Regions from separate parts of the Macaca mulatta genome. Here region 2 is linked to region 1. A link is a contact called in public Hi-C data. All regions are on one chromosome and are shown on one strand. Each heading gives the region's core, a stretch centred on a gene start, on an enhancer-like site or on the middle of the called end of the contact. The rest is flanking DNA. Distances are from core to core; before and after follow the strand shown. Region 1 holds the start of ACTA1 (actin alpha 1, skeletal muscle). Region 2 holds the start of CCSAP (centriole, cilia and spindle associated protein).

Evidence for each region. A called contact is a pair of places that touch in the nucleus more often than the background predicts.
Region 2: a contact with region 1 is called in a Hi-C map of fetal cortical plate, with 2.0 times the contacts expected there. The contact joins the promoter of CCSAP here to the promoter of ACTA1 in region 1. A contact is called at or near these places in 2 of 14 Hi-C or Micro-C datasets (fetal cortex germinal zone and fetal cortical plate).

The regions. Positions count from the first base shown.
Region 1 is chr1:19,613,176-19,619,759 of T2T-MMU8v2.0, forward strand. It overlaps ACTA1 (actin alpha 1, skeletal muscle), which reads left to right and starts at 1,274. Exons shown (of 7, transcript XM_002802127.4): 1 at 1,274-2,049; 2 at 2,920-3,060; 3 at 3,167-3,491; 4 at 3,614-3,775; 5 at 3,860-4,051; 6 at 4,143-4,324; 7 at 4,403-4,797. The coding sequence starts at 2,932. The coding sequence ends at 4,546.
Region 2 is chr1:19,701,902-19,708,284 of T2T-MMU8v2.0, forward strand. It overlaps CCSAP (centriole, cilia and spindle associated protein), which reads left to right and starts at 3,838. Exons shown (of 4, transcript NM_001261517.1): 1 at 3,838-3,862; 2 at 4,250-4,664. The coding sequence starts at 4,298.

The sequences.
Region 1 (6,584 bases), core at 24-2,523:
GCTAGTCCCCTTATGTTACATGCAACTCATTTGCCAGGTGGTTTTTTTCAAGTACCTCCACTACTCGCTGACACAGGAGGACACAGGATATTAAAAATGAAATACAGTTCTGTCAGTTATTCACTTATTCTCCAAAATACTTGGAAGAACTAAATATGATACCATAGGAGCCTTTATACTCACCACGTAGTCCCTATACTAGCCAAACTCCTTATTTTTTAATTGATTGTTTTTAGGAGGGTAGTATTTTATTCACTAAAACATTTTTGTTAATACTTCTTTATTTTTAGGATGAGCTGCCATGATGTGGGCTACAGAGGAGGGTCACATATGCTTCTATCCCCCTTTTAGAGAATCCGCACCTGTCCCAGTTGCTGATTTCCACTTCCAAATGTGAATTGCAACTATTTTAGGAGCACTTAAGCACACCAGAAAAATGAGTGATTCTGTTCTGGCCCACACCGTATCACTGATGTACCCCCTTAAAGCATGTCACTGAGTTCATCACAAAAGACTGCTCCTCCTGTGCCCTCCACAAGGTTAGAACTGTCCTTGTCTTGGGGAAAAGAGAGAGAGAGAGAGAGAGAGAGACAGGCACCAGCTGGGTAACCTCTGCTGACCCCCACTGTACTTTACCATAAGTAGCTCCAAATCCTTCTAGAAAATCTGAAAGGCATAGCCCCATATATCAGTGATATAAATAGAACCTGCAGCAGGCTCTGGTAGGTGATGACTCTAAGGTGGACTGGGAGGCAGCCCGGCCTTGGCAGGCATCATCCTCTAAATATAAAGATGAGTTTGTTCAGCCTTTGCAGAAGGAAAAACTGCCACCCATCCTAGAGTGCTGCGTACTTGCCCCCCTCTCCCCCCGCCCTTTATTGGCAGGAAGGACCAGCAAAGCCTCATCTAGGAAGAGCCCCTCACCCATCTCCACCTCCATTCCAGGTCTAGCCAGTCCCGGGTTATGACCCTCGTCTTTCAGCCCCAGGAGAGGGACACACATAGTGCCACCGAAGAGGTTGGGGGAGGGCCTCAGCCCACCAAAACCTGGGGCCAGTGCGTCCTAGAGGAGGGGAACCCTCACCCCTTCAATCCCTTTAGGAGACCCAAGTACTCTGCGCGTCCCTGAGGCGGACAGCTCCGTGTGCCCAGGCTTTGCGTCTGACGGGCCTATCCCCGGGAGCCCCCGCGCCTCTTCCCCGGCGCTCCGCCCTCGCCTACCCCCCCGCCAGTTGTCTGTCCTGCGACAGCTGCGCGCCCTCCGGCCGCCAGTGGCCCTCTGCGCGGTGGGGGAAGGGGTCGACGTGGCTCAGCTTTTTGGATTCAGGGAGCTCAGGGGTGGGAAGAGAGAAATGGAGTTCCAGGGGCGTAAGGGGGAGGGAGTTCGCCTTCCTTCCCTGCCTGAGGCTCAGGAGTGACGGCTTCTCCAATCCGCCCAAGCCCACCACTCCACACGTCTCCCTCCTCCCGGTAGTCGCAAGTGGGAGTTTGGGAATCTGAGCAAAGAACCTGAAGAGGAGTTGAAATACTGGAAGTTAGCAGTCAGGCACCTTCCCGAGCTCCCAGGGCGCTCAGAGTGGGCATGGGTGGGGAGGCCTTTGGAACAGGTGTGGTTCCCGGAGCGCAGGCGCACACATGCACCCACCGGCGCACGCGGTGACCCTCGCCCCACCCCATCCCCTCCAGCGGGCAACTGGGTCGGGTCAGGAGGGGCAAACCCGCTAGGGAGACACTCCATATACGGCCCGGCCCGCGTTACCTGGGACCGGGCCAACCCTCTCCTTCTTTGGTCAACGCAGGGGACCCGGGCGGGGGCCCAGGCCGCGAACCGGCCGAGGGAGGGGGCTCTAGTGCCCAACACCCAAATATGGCAGGAGAAGGGCAGCGACATTCCTGCGGGGTGGCGCGGAGGGAGTGCCCGCGGGCTATATAAAACCTGAGCAGAGGGACAAGCGGCCACCGCAGCGGACAGCGCCAAGTGAAGCCTCGCTTCCCTCCCGCGGCGACCAGGGCCCGAGCCGAGAGTAGCAGTTGTAGCTACCCGCCCAGGTAGGGCGGGAGTTGGGAGGGGACAGGGGGACAGGGGAATACCGAGGGGAACCTGAAGGACTCCGGGGCAGAACCCAGTCGGTTCACCTGGTCAGCCCCAAGCCTGCGCCCCGAGCGCTGTGCCTCGTCTCCGGAGCTACATGCGCTTTAAAAAGGAGACAAGACAGACTCTGGAAATTAGACGTCTCCAGATTTTTCTCTAGCCCCTCTGGGCTGCTTTATGCGGCATGTAGGATGTGCCTAGGGAGATAAACGGTTTTGCTTTAGTTGTCGCCAAGGCAGTTCCCTTCCGAACTAGCGCTAGAGCTAATGAGCGAGCAGCCAGGACCACCCATGCTCCGTTTCCAACAGGAAAAAGGCCCTTTCTGAGTTTGAAATGTCATAGGGTTCCTAACAGGTCACTCTTCTCTGGATGGGGTGCCAACGCCTTTCCCATGGGCATCTCCTTCCACCCTCACGCTGGCCCAGCGAGCAGGCAGTGCCCAGGCCTTATCTTCCTAGGTGACAGATGTGGTCAGGGAGGTGCAGAGAGCATGGGCACTAGCGTCCAGCTCCTGGAGCAGGTGTCAGGCAGGGAGGGCAGACAGGTCTTGGGGGACATGTTCCCCTGGCTGTGTGGACAGAGGACTTCTCAGTGTGGTCTCACGACCCTGTGCCCCTTTTCCTGGTGCAGGGCAGCCCTTAGCCAGGGGCAAAGCTCAGGAAGAGAACCCCTGGTCGCCGCCCTGGCAGAATTTGAGTGGTTCTGGCAGGGGATATCCCTAGGTTCCTGGGGAGGGAGGACGTCTGAGCCGGCCAGGCCTCCCCCGCTGCCGCTGAGACGTCTGCGCTGATGCACCGCGCCTCTTCGCGGTCTCCCTGTCCTTGCAGAAACTAGACACAATGTGCGACGAAGACGAGACCACCGCCCTCGTGTGCGACAATGGCTCCGGCCTGGTGAAAGCCGGCTTCGCCGGGGATGACGCCCCTAGGGCCGTGTTCCCGTCCATCGTGGGCCGCCCCCGACACCAGGTCAGGCTGCCGCTCTGCGGAAGGAGCCGGGTCGGGGTCCCCGCGTAACCCAGTCTGGTGCCACCCGGAGCGGCGTTAATGGGTGCGTGGTGTCTCGGATCCGCAGGGCGTCATGGTCGGTATGGGTCAGAAAGATTCCTACGTGGGCGACGAGGCTCAGAGCAAGAGAGGTATCCTGACCCTGAAGTACCCTATCGAGCATGGCATCATCACCAACTGGGACGACATGGAGAAGATCTGGCACCACACCTTCTACAACGAGCTCCGCGTGGCTCCCGAGGAGCACCCCACCCTGCTCACCGAGGCCCCCCTCAATCCCAAGGCCAACCGCGAGAAGATGACCCAGATCATGTTTGAGACCTTCAACGTGCCCGCCATGTACGTGGCTATTCAGGCAGTGCTGTCCCTCTACGCCTCCGGCAGGACCACCGGTGAGTGCCCGCTGCGCCCAGGCCCCTCTCCCGCCCCCGCCCCCGCCCCCGCCCCCGCCCCTAGCGCTGAGCGCCCAGCCTTGGCCTCGCCCCCAGCGACTTACTCTCTCCCGCGCGCACAGGCATCGTGCTGGACTCCGGCGACGGCGTCACCCACAACGTGCCCATCTATGAGGGCTACGCGCTGCCGCACGCCATCATGCGCTTGGACCTGGCGGGCCGCGATCTCACCGACTACCTGATGAAGATCCTCACTGAGCGCGGCTACTCCTTCGTGACCACAGGTGCGCGGAGCCCCGACACCCCGGGAGGGAGGGCCGGCGGCGGGCCCTGAGTGAGGGCTCCTCTCCTGCTTCTACCCTACGCAGCTGAGCGCGAGATCGTGCGCGACATCAAGGAAAAGCTGTGCTACGTGGCCCTGGACTTCGAGAACGAGATGGCCACGGCCGCTTCCTCCTCCTCTCTGGAAAAGAGCTACGAGCTGCCAGACGGGCAGGTCATCACCATCGGCAACGAGCGCTTCCGCTGCCCGGAGACGCTCTTCCAGCCCTCCTTCATCGGTGAGCCCCGCGCGCCCGCGCCCCCTACCCCAGGCCCCGCCGGCCCCCGGCGCCCGGAGCTCCCGCTCACGCTCCCCTCCGCGGTCCCCAGGTATGGAGTCGGCGGGCATTCACGAGACCACCTACAACAGCATCATGAAGTGCGACATCGACATCAGGAAGGACCTGTATGCGAACAATGTCATGTCGGGGGGCACCACGATGTACCCCGGGATCGCTGACCGCATGCAGAAAGAGATCACCGCGCTGGCCCCCAGCACCATGAAGATCAAGGTGGGCGGCGGCCTGCGCGGGCTGTCGGCGGGGTGGGCTCTCGGGTGAGGTCTCCCCACCTCACGCTCTGTCTTGCAGATCATCGCCCCGCCAGAGCGCAAGTACTCGGTGTGGATCGGCGGCTCCATCCTGGCCTCGCTGTCCACCTTCCAGCAGATGTGGATCACCAAGCAGGAGTACGACGAGGCCGGCCCTTCCATCGTCCACCGCAAATGCTTCTAGACACACTCCACCTCCAGCGCGAGACTTCTCAGGACGACGAATTTGCTCAATCGGCTGGCGACTGACCAGCCACCCCGCATTCACTTTCTTTGTAACAACTTCCTTTGTTGCCATCGTAAACTGACACAGTGTTTATAACGTGTACATACATTAACTTATTACCTCATTTTGTTATTTTTCGAAACAAAGCCCTGTGGAAGGAAATGGAAAACTTGAAGAAGCATTAAAGTCATTCTGTTAAGCTGCGTAAAGTGGTCGTGTTTATTTGCTTGGGGTGGGAGTGGAGCCAGAAGAGGGATTCCCATCCCCCCACATCCTCCTTAATCACTTTTCACAATACCCCAAATGAATGGGCTCCCTGGAAGACAAAAGTTACAACTTCCCATGCTCCCCTGCCGGTTTCCCCAGTGGATCAGATCCATCCCAGATCACTGGCAGCTGTTGGTGGCCTGACCTGACCCTCTGGGGCGTGGTGAGGCAGCTTTCTTCCTCTGCGCAGCGCTCCCAAGAGTTGCAGCCCTGCGGCGGCGGCCTCGGCTGGTGGCCCTGGGCCCCTCTGGCAGCGGGCGCTGACCATGGTGCTGGGGCCGGAGAGCTGTTTCTCAGAGGGCATCTCAGCTCCGCCTACGGTGTTCCCTTACTGAATCTCCAGATCTGAGAGGGGGCTGTGTTCTGTATTTAACAAGTCATTTTGTTTTTGTTTTTGTTTTTGTTTTTAATAGAGACAGGGTCTTGCCCCTGTCGCCCAGGGCGGAGAGCAGTGGTGCACTCAGAGCCCAACTGTATCCTCTAACTGAGCTCAAGGGGTCCTCCCACCTTAGCCTCCCCAGTTGCTAATATTTTCGTATGTGCCACCGCGTCCAGCTAATTTTTTATATTTATTGTAGAGACAGGGTCTCAGGATCTTGTTATGCTGCCCAGGCTGGTCTCGAACTCCTGGCCACAACCAATGCTTCTGCCTCAGCCCCCCGAGGTTCTGGGATTACAGTTCTGTGCCACTATGTCCAGGCTTAATAAATGAGTTTTAATTTGCAAGTGAAGACCGTCACTGTCTGTCTCCAATTGGAAGGCCTTTCCTTCACACCAGGTGCTGCTGGTAGAAAGAAGTACCCCCTCCTGCAGGGCCTGGAAAGGAAGCAAGGAAGGGCCAAGTGAGAGCTCCACAAAGAAGGGCAGCAAAGAAGCGTCGCAGGGTGGGAAGCTGAGGCTGGCACTGGAAGATGGAGAGGTAAGCAAGGGAAGGAGGTACACCCTCCCCCTCCGAAAAAAGTTTTAAAGGCACCAAATTTATCAACAGTTTGAATTTCTGTGGGAGAGTGCAATACCTATTCCTTAAAATGAACTTAAAGTTTCCTAGTCAATGTTCTCAAGAGCAGTGGCCCCTAAATACAACAAATTCAGACTCAAAGTAATAAACTCGTTTGTAAATAAGTTTATAGCTGCAATTGACAAAATAGCTATGTTATATGCCACATAGTCATATGTTTAATCCCTCATTTTCTGGCTTATTGAAAAACTTCAGAAATCTTTGAGGCCTCCAAGGGTGTGGTACTGTCAAATCCAGATATCAAGAGAATTGACAATAATCCTAAAATTTAAGATTTTAATAAAACAATTATATAATACCATGTTCATTGAAAACCTTGTATTGTCCCACTCGGGGTGGATGAAGGTTAAAAATGGGCTAAATACTAGTCTTTCAGAGAGATACCGCTTTTGCTGATAATATTAACCACTATAGACATATCTGATATAATAATACACCAGCATATTAGTAATATTGAATATGGAAAGGCATATCTGAGCAAACACAACCTATAAACACATAGCTTAAATATTTCATTCGTGGCCAGGTGCAGTGGCTCACACCTGTAATCTCAGCACTTTGGGAGGCTGAGGTAGGAGGATCACTTGAGGCCAGGAGTTCGAGACCAGCCTGGCCAACATGGTGAAACCCTGTCTCTATTAAAAATACAAAAATTAGCTGGGCATGGTGGTGTGCACCTGTAGTCCCAGCTACTGGGGACGCTGAGGTGGG
Region 2 (6,383 bases), core at 2,588-5,087, 91 kb after region 1:
CCCAGCCAGGGCTTCCTCTGCTGAAATTAAGGGCACAGATCTTCCCTCTCCTGCCTATGCCTGGATCTTGCAGCCTGGTTTCTGGAGTCCCCTTGGTGTCTCCTAAATTTCCACTCTTTCCATTTTTTTTTTTGCGAACCTCTTAGGCTAGGGGTCCTGGTATCGTCAGTGGCCTGTTAGGTTCTGGGCCGCATTGCAGGAAGTGAGCAGCGGGTGAACAATTACCACCTGAGCTCAGCCTCCTGTCAGATCAGCAGCAGCGTTAGATTCTCATAGGAGTGCGAATCCCCTTATGAACTGTGCATGCGAGGGATCTAAGCTGCACACTCCTTATGGGAATCTATCTAATGCCTGATGATCTGAGGTGGGACAGTTTCATCACTAAACCACGCTGCCTTGCCACCCCACATCCGTGGAAAAATTGTCTTCCACAAAACTGGTCCTTGGTGCCAAAAAGTTTGGGGACCACTGCCTTAGGCCATTCCTAAAAGTTCCCTCTTGCTTAAGAAACCAGTCCCAAGCCAGTAACGTTTGCCACACTCCTATCTTTTATCTCTGCTCGTCAGTCCTCATCTCATCTGCAGAACAAATGGACACCCTCGTCCACTGTGTCTGTCCTTCAGTGCTGTATCAGTGGGGGATTCTCTGGAGGAAGGCTTACCTCCTCTGATCTAGAAATACAATCTTAGAGATTCTGCTTGTGACTATATTTGATTATTTAACAGCTGGACCTTACATATAGTCAATTATATCCCTTCCCACCCCATGAGTGCAGTCCAATTTGGTCTTTCTCATCATCTTCTTGTTATTTTAACACAAAGGCAAATGTATAGATGGCCACTTATTGCTTCATCTGCTCACTGCTCTTCCCTGTCCCCCTGTGGTTCTCGTGGGGCTGTCGACCCCAGCCTCCCACTCTGTCCCCATCTACAGGGATAGGGATGTGACCTGGGCTTGGGCAATCGGATCATCTCATGCCCCTGGAAACAGCTGCGCATGTAACTGGAAGAATCTTTGTCTATAATTGGAATACCAAGAAGTTCTCTTTTGCTGGTGGTCTTTGGCTCAGACAATATAAGCTCGAGGTTATAAGTGGCACTTTCTCCAGCTATATGGAGGAAGTCCTTTTCCAGTGGGAGAAGAAGAGGCCAGCCTTCAGCAGGAAAACAGAGCTCAAAGATAAAGAGAAGGAAAGACAGTCCCAGTGACATTGGTTGAACCCCCGGCTCTAGCTCTGCCTGAACCCACAAATATCCTTTCTGTTTAAGCTAGTTTGAATTTTTTTTGTCACTTCCAAATGGATAAGTCCTGACATAATAATATGCTTAAATATTAGAATGAAGTAATACATTTTAATTATGAAAAATAGAGACAAGTAAAAAGAAAAACCCCAAATCATTCCTAACCTTATTTATTTTTATTTTAATTTTTTTCTGAGACAGAGTCTTGTTCTGTTGCTCAGGTTGGAGTGCAATGGTATGATCTCAGCTTATCTCTGCCTCCCAGGTTCAAGCAGTTCTCCTGTCAGCCTCCAGAGTAGCTGGGACCACAGGCAGGCACCACCAAGTCCAGCTAAGTTTTGTATTTTTGGTAAAGATGAGATTTCGCCATGCTGGCCAGGCTGGTCTCAAACTCCTGACCTCAGGTGATCCGTCTGCCTTAGCCTCCCAGAGTACCCTTATATTCGTGTGTGTGTGTGCGTGTGTGTTGTGTTGAAGATTGTAAAATATGCCCGCAAATTCCTTCATCCAGTATGCAATCTCTTTTGGAATGTGAATTTTCCTCTCCCCTTATGCAGAAGGGAAGTTTATTTCTCTCCCTTGACTCTTAGCCTTGTGATTTATTTAAACGTGAGAATGCAGCAGGAGATGTATATGACCTTGAGATGCCAGTACAACCTTCTGGAGGGTGTGACCAAGACAGCTCAACCCACAGCCCACCCCACTGCCAGGTATGTGAGGGAGGTGTACTAGTTCGTTTTGTGCTGTTATAAAGGAATACCGGAGGCTGGGTAATTTATAAAGAAAACAGGTTTATTTGGCTCATGGTTCTGCAGGCTATACAGGAAGCATAGTGTCAGCATCTGCTTCTGGTGAGGCCTCAGGGAGCTTCCAATCATGGTGGAAAGGGAAGGGAAGCTGTCATGTCACATGGAGAGAGAAAGGGAGCGAGAGAGAGAGGAGGACATGCCAGGATCTTTTTGAACAACCAACTCTCATGCAAACTAAAAGAGTGAGAACTCACTCATTACTGAAGAACGGCGCCAAGCCATGCATGAGGGATCTGCTCCCATGACCCACACACTTCCCACTAGGCCCCATCTCCAACATTGGTGACCAATTTCAACTTCAAATTTGGAGGAGAGAATTATCCCAACTATATCAGGAGGTCATCTTGAACCCTGCTGTCTCTCCATCAGAATCCAACTGTGGAGGAACTGCCCAGCTAACCCTCAGAATCATAAGAAATAATAAATCTTAGCTGTTTTAAACCACTAAGTTTTGGAGTGAATTATGCAGCAAAAGCTGAAACTGATGGTGTCCTGCATGTCCCACAGAACTGCATATAACCATTTCCCCACCTTATTAAATCTTTATTAAGGCTACTTTGGTTGCAAACATCATAAACCAACCCCAGCCAGCTTAAACAAAAGGAAAGTGCATTAGAATGTTCCTAATGTAAGTCAAGGAAGAGAAAATAAAGTTGGGAAGCGGAGAAATCACGGCGTCCGCGGACTCATTAGCAGCAGGGTATCATGGAGTTTCCGTCCAGAAGAGACTGCCATTAACACAATCCCGTGCTAATGACTGGACTAGTAACTTCAAGTTTTCAGAGCAGACGGTCTGAGCCTCCCCATTTTGGGCCAGTACCCGCCTCTGAATCATTTAGCTATGATGAGGTGGGGGGCGCTGGTGGGAGGCAGGATGCGGACACGCAGAAAGTAGGTGAATTCGTGGGAATCCTGACGTGGAAGCCGTGAGTGCTACTCACGGCCTGGGCCTGCTTTTTAACTGCTACATATATTTTGATTTTCCAAAAGTTTTTTTCCTTTCAAATCTTTTTGCGGCTACTGTATCAAGGCTCTTTTTTAAGAAACGGAAAATAGTGCAGGACCACTTTGGAAACTGTAACAAATGGGGCAACGTTGTACACTTCTGCACAACGTAACTGGATCTGTGAAGGTTTTAAGTGCAAAAAGGGAAAATAGTGCGGGGCCACTTTTGAAACTGTAACAAATGGGGCAATGTTGTACACTTCTGCACAACGTAACTGAATCTGTCAAGGTTTTATGTGCAAACGGGTCTCTGAGCAAGTGAAATGGTTTTGATGAAAATCTAAAAGAATTTGGGGGGTGTAGACATAAAAGGGAGCCAGAGTAACAGGTGTTGTGAACACAGAGAGGAAGAACGGGTAGGCTTCGAATGGGGACAGAGAGTGTCGCCCCCAGTCTCAGCCTGGGGGGCTACATTTCTGAAGGGAGCATCTCTTGCCCCTAACTGACGACTCCTGCAGAGTGACGCGTGCTGGGACCAGGGTGAGCGGGCACCTCGAATAAGTGGGCCAGGGACCTGGGCCTGGGCCCCTTGGACTGTCAGGCCCGCCCGCACCCCCACGCCTCGCGCTCTGCACGGAAGCAGCCGCCCCCACGGAGCGGGCGGAGGCCCAGGGGCCAGGAGCGCGCGGGGAGGCTCCGGGACTGAGGCGGCGCCACCGCCTCCCGCCTGCTGCTGGAGCGCGGGCAGCCGCGGCGACATCTTGTTCAGGAGGAAAGCGCGCGGGAGAGCGAGGCGCGCTTTAGCTGCTGCGCCACGCGCATCTCGGGCCTGGGCGCAGAGGATCGGCCGGGCGTGGCGGGAAGGAGGTAAGGCAGCCCCGCGGGACCGCACGCCTAGCTCAGGGGGCGTCTCGGGAGACCCCAGGATCACCCGATCACGGGCCCCGCCGCTCCCCTGCCTCGCTCTTCCTCCCGCTCAGCCCCCGTTTCCCGCGGTCCCCTCGCCCCAGCCCGCAGCCTCCCTGCCTTCCACCCTCTGAGCAGCCCTCCTCGGCGTCGCGCCCCTCAACCCCAGCAGCCCGGGTCCCCGCCTCTGCTCTTGGTCTGGGCCGCCGAGTGAGGCCGCCCCCGCCCCGCCCCCGCCGGGACCCGCCCCCTGCTCCCGTCCGGGCGGGGCTCCGGGTTTAAACGTCGCGGCGGGCAGGGCCGGCGGAGGGGCGGGGCGGCCTCTGTGTCGTGTACCGGGTCCCGTAGGCTGCGGGCAGCTCGGAGCGGCTGGCGCTTGAGACGGCGGACGGCACCATGTCCCCGGGGAGCGGGGTGAAGAGCGAGTACATGAAGCGCTACCAGGAGCCGCGCTGGGACGAGTACGGGCCGTGCTACCGCGAGCTGCTGCACTACCGCCTGGGCCGCCGGCTGCTGGAGCAGGCGCACGCGCCCTGGCTCTGGGACGACTGGGGCCCGGCCGGCTCCTCGGAGGACTCGGCGTCGTCAGAGTCGTCGGGCGCCGGGGGCCCAGCACCCCGGTGCGCCCCGCCCTCGCCCCCGCCGCCGGTAGAGCAGGCTGCCCAGGAGGAAGCGGAACGGCGGGCGCGCGGGGCCCCGGAGGAGCAGGGCGCGGAGGCCGGGGACGCGGAGGCCGAGGACGCGGAGGACGCGGCTCTGCCAGGTACTGGGCCTGGAGGGGAACGCGAGGGGCCTGCGCGCAGGGACAGTTTGCTCGAAGCTCGCAGCAGCTGATCTCTATTTCTTGCGCCGCTTGGAGTGAGCTCTTCCTTTTTTTTTTTTTTTTTTTTTCCGGTTGACAGAATCAGGTGGCAGCCTTTGCCACCCTTTATTTGCTTAATTAGGTGGCTTTCGATGGAGCCAGCGGTGAACTCAATTCAAACGCCGCTGGCTGAGTCCGGGGTCTTTCCTTGTGGGCCTCTGCGGCTTGGCGAACCACTGAGTCCCATCTGCTTATTTCTAAGCGCCCATTTTTGATCAGAGGAGCCCCAGCTTTCATCACATTCTCAAAGGTGACCCAAAAGGTTAAGAACCACAGGACTAAGCTTTCTGTCTGATGAATGGGGCCGTTGTTTTTCCTATTAACTCCCCGACCTCGCTGCGCTGTCCCTAAAGAATATTTTGCATTTGTTTACATGGAGTGTTGTATAACTTGGCTGTGAGAGCATCTTTGTAAGTGCTGGGTCCTCTCCCCTTCCGTCCCACCGCATCCTCCCTCGCCCCTCCAGATCCGAAAGCACCGGTGGCGCTGCGCGTGTTTTCAGCCATGGCCCTTCACCTTCTTTCCTGCCCAGAGGGTTGTAGACTGGGGACTGTCAGCATGTGAGGCTGGTGCCGAGGACCCAGTTCAACGCCTCAGTACAGCCTGGAGTAACCAATGGTTCCTTCCTGCTCCTCTTACGTTGGCCAGGCACCACCAGATCACTGGATTTTAAAAAGGCTTGAGTGAGGAAAACATGGAAGATGTATTTGGAAAATGTATTCCTAGATCAATCACTGATCTAGGAATATGTATGTTGTCATTTAATGTTCAAAACAATCCCCAAACAGACCCTGTTTTAATCTGTGTGTGTGTGTGTGTGTGTGTGTGTGTGTGTGTGTGTGTGTGTGTTTTCATTTGAGATGGAGTCTCGCTCTGTAGCCCAGGCTGGAGTGCAGTGGCGCGGTTTCAGCTCACTGCAACCTCTGCCTCCCGGGTTCAAGCGATTCTCCTACCTCAGCCTCCGGAGTAGCTGGGATTACGCGCACGCGCCACCACGCTCGGCTAATTTTTGTGTTTTTGGTGGAGACGGGGTTTCACCATGTTGGTCAGGCTGATCTCAAACTCTGGACCTCGTGATGCGCCCGCCTCGGCCTCCCGAAGTGTTGGGATTACAGGAGTGAGTCACCATGCTCGGCCCTAGTCTCAGTTTTATAGATGAAGAAACGGAAGCTCAGAATCAGTGACTTTATTCACTTATGTGTTTATTTTTGTTTACCCGATTGCAAGCCAATCAGACTGTTCCTGGCTTCTCTGTGAGAGGCTGAGGAGGAGATGAAATTTCGGCTGTGAGCCGGGTTGCTTTGCTCTTGGTTTTACCATCTTCAGCTATTTTCAGCACATCATGGGAGGCAGGGCTGCCTCCTGCCATCATCATGTTACTTGTGAATTCCCACAAATCCTGATGCTTCAGTGATCACTGCTAGAAATGCAAATAACAGAAGGTGGAGGGGGTAGGGAACATGCCTTCCAGATTATTCCTGTGGGTGCTGATCTGCTAGCTAAATTGAGATGTACTTTATCAGGCTAAATGGCTTTTCTCTACCCCATCTTTTATGGTTTGTGATGGAGCTGTCAAATGTTTATATGCAATGTAAATACAATTTTTAGGCAGCATTGTGC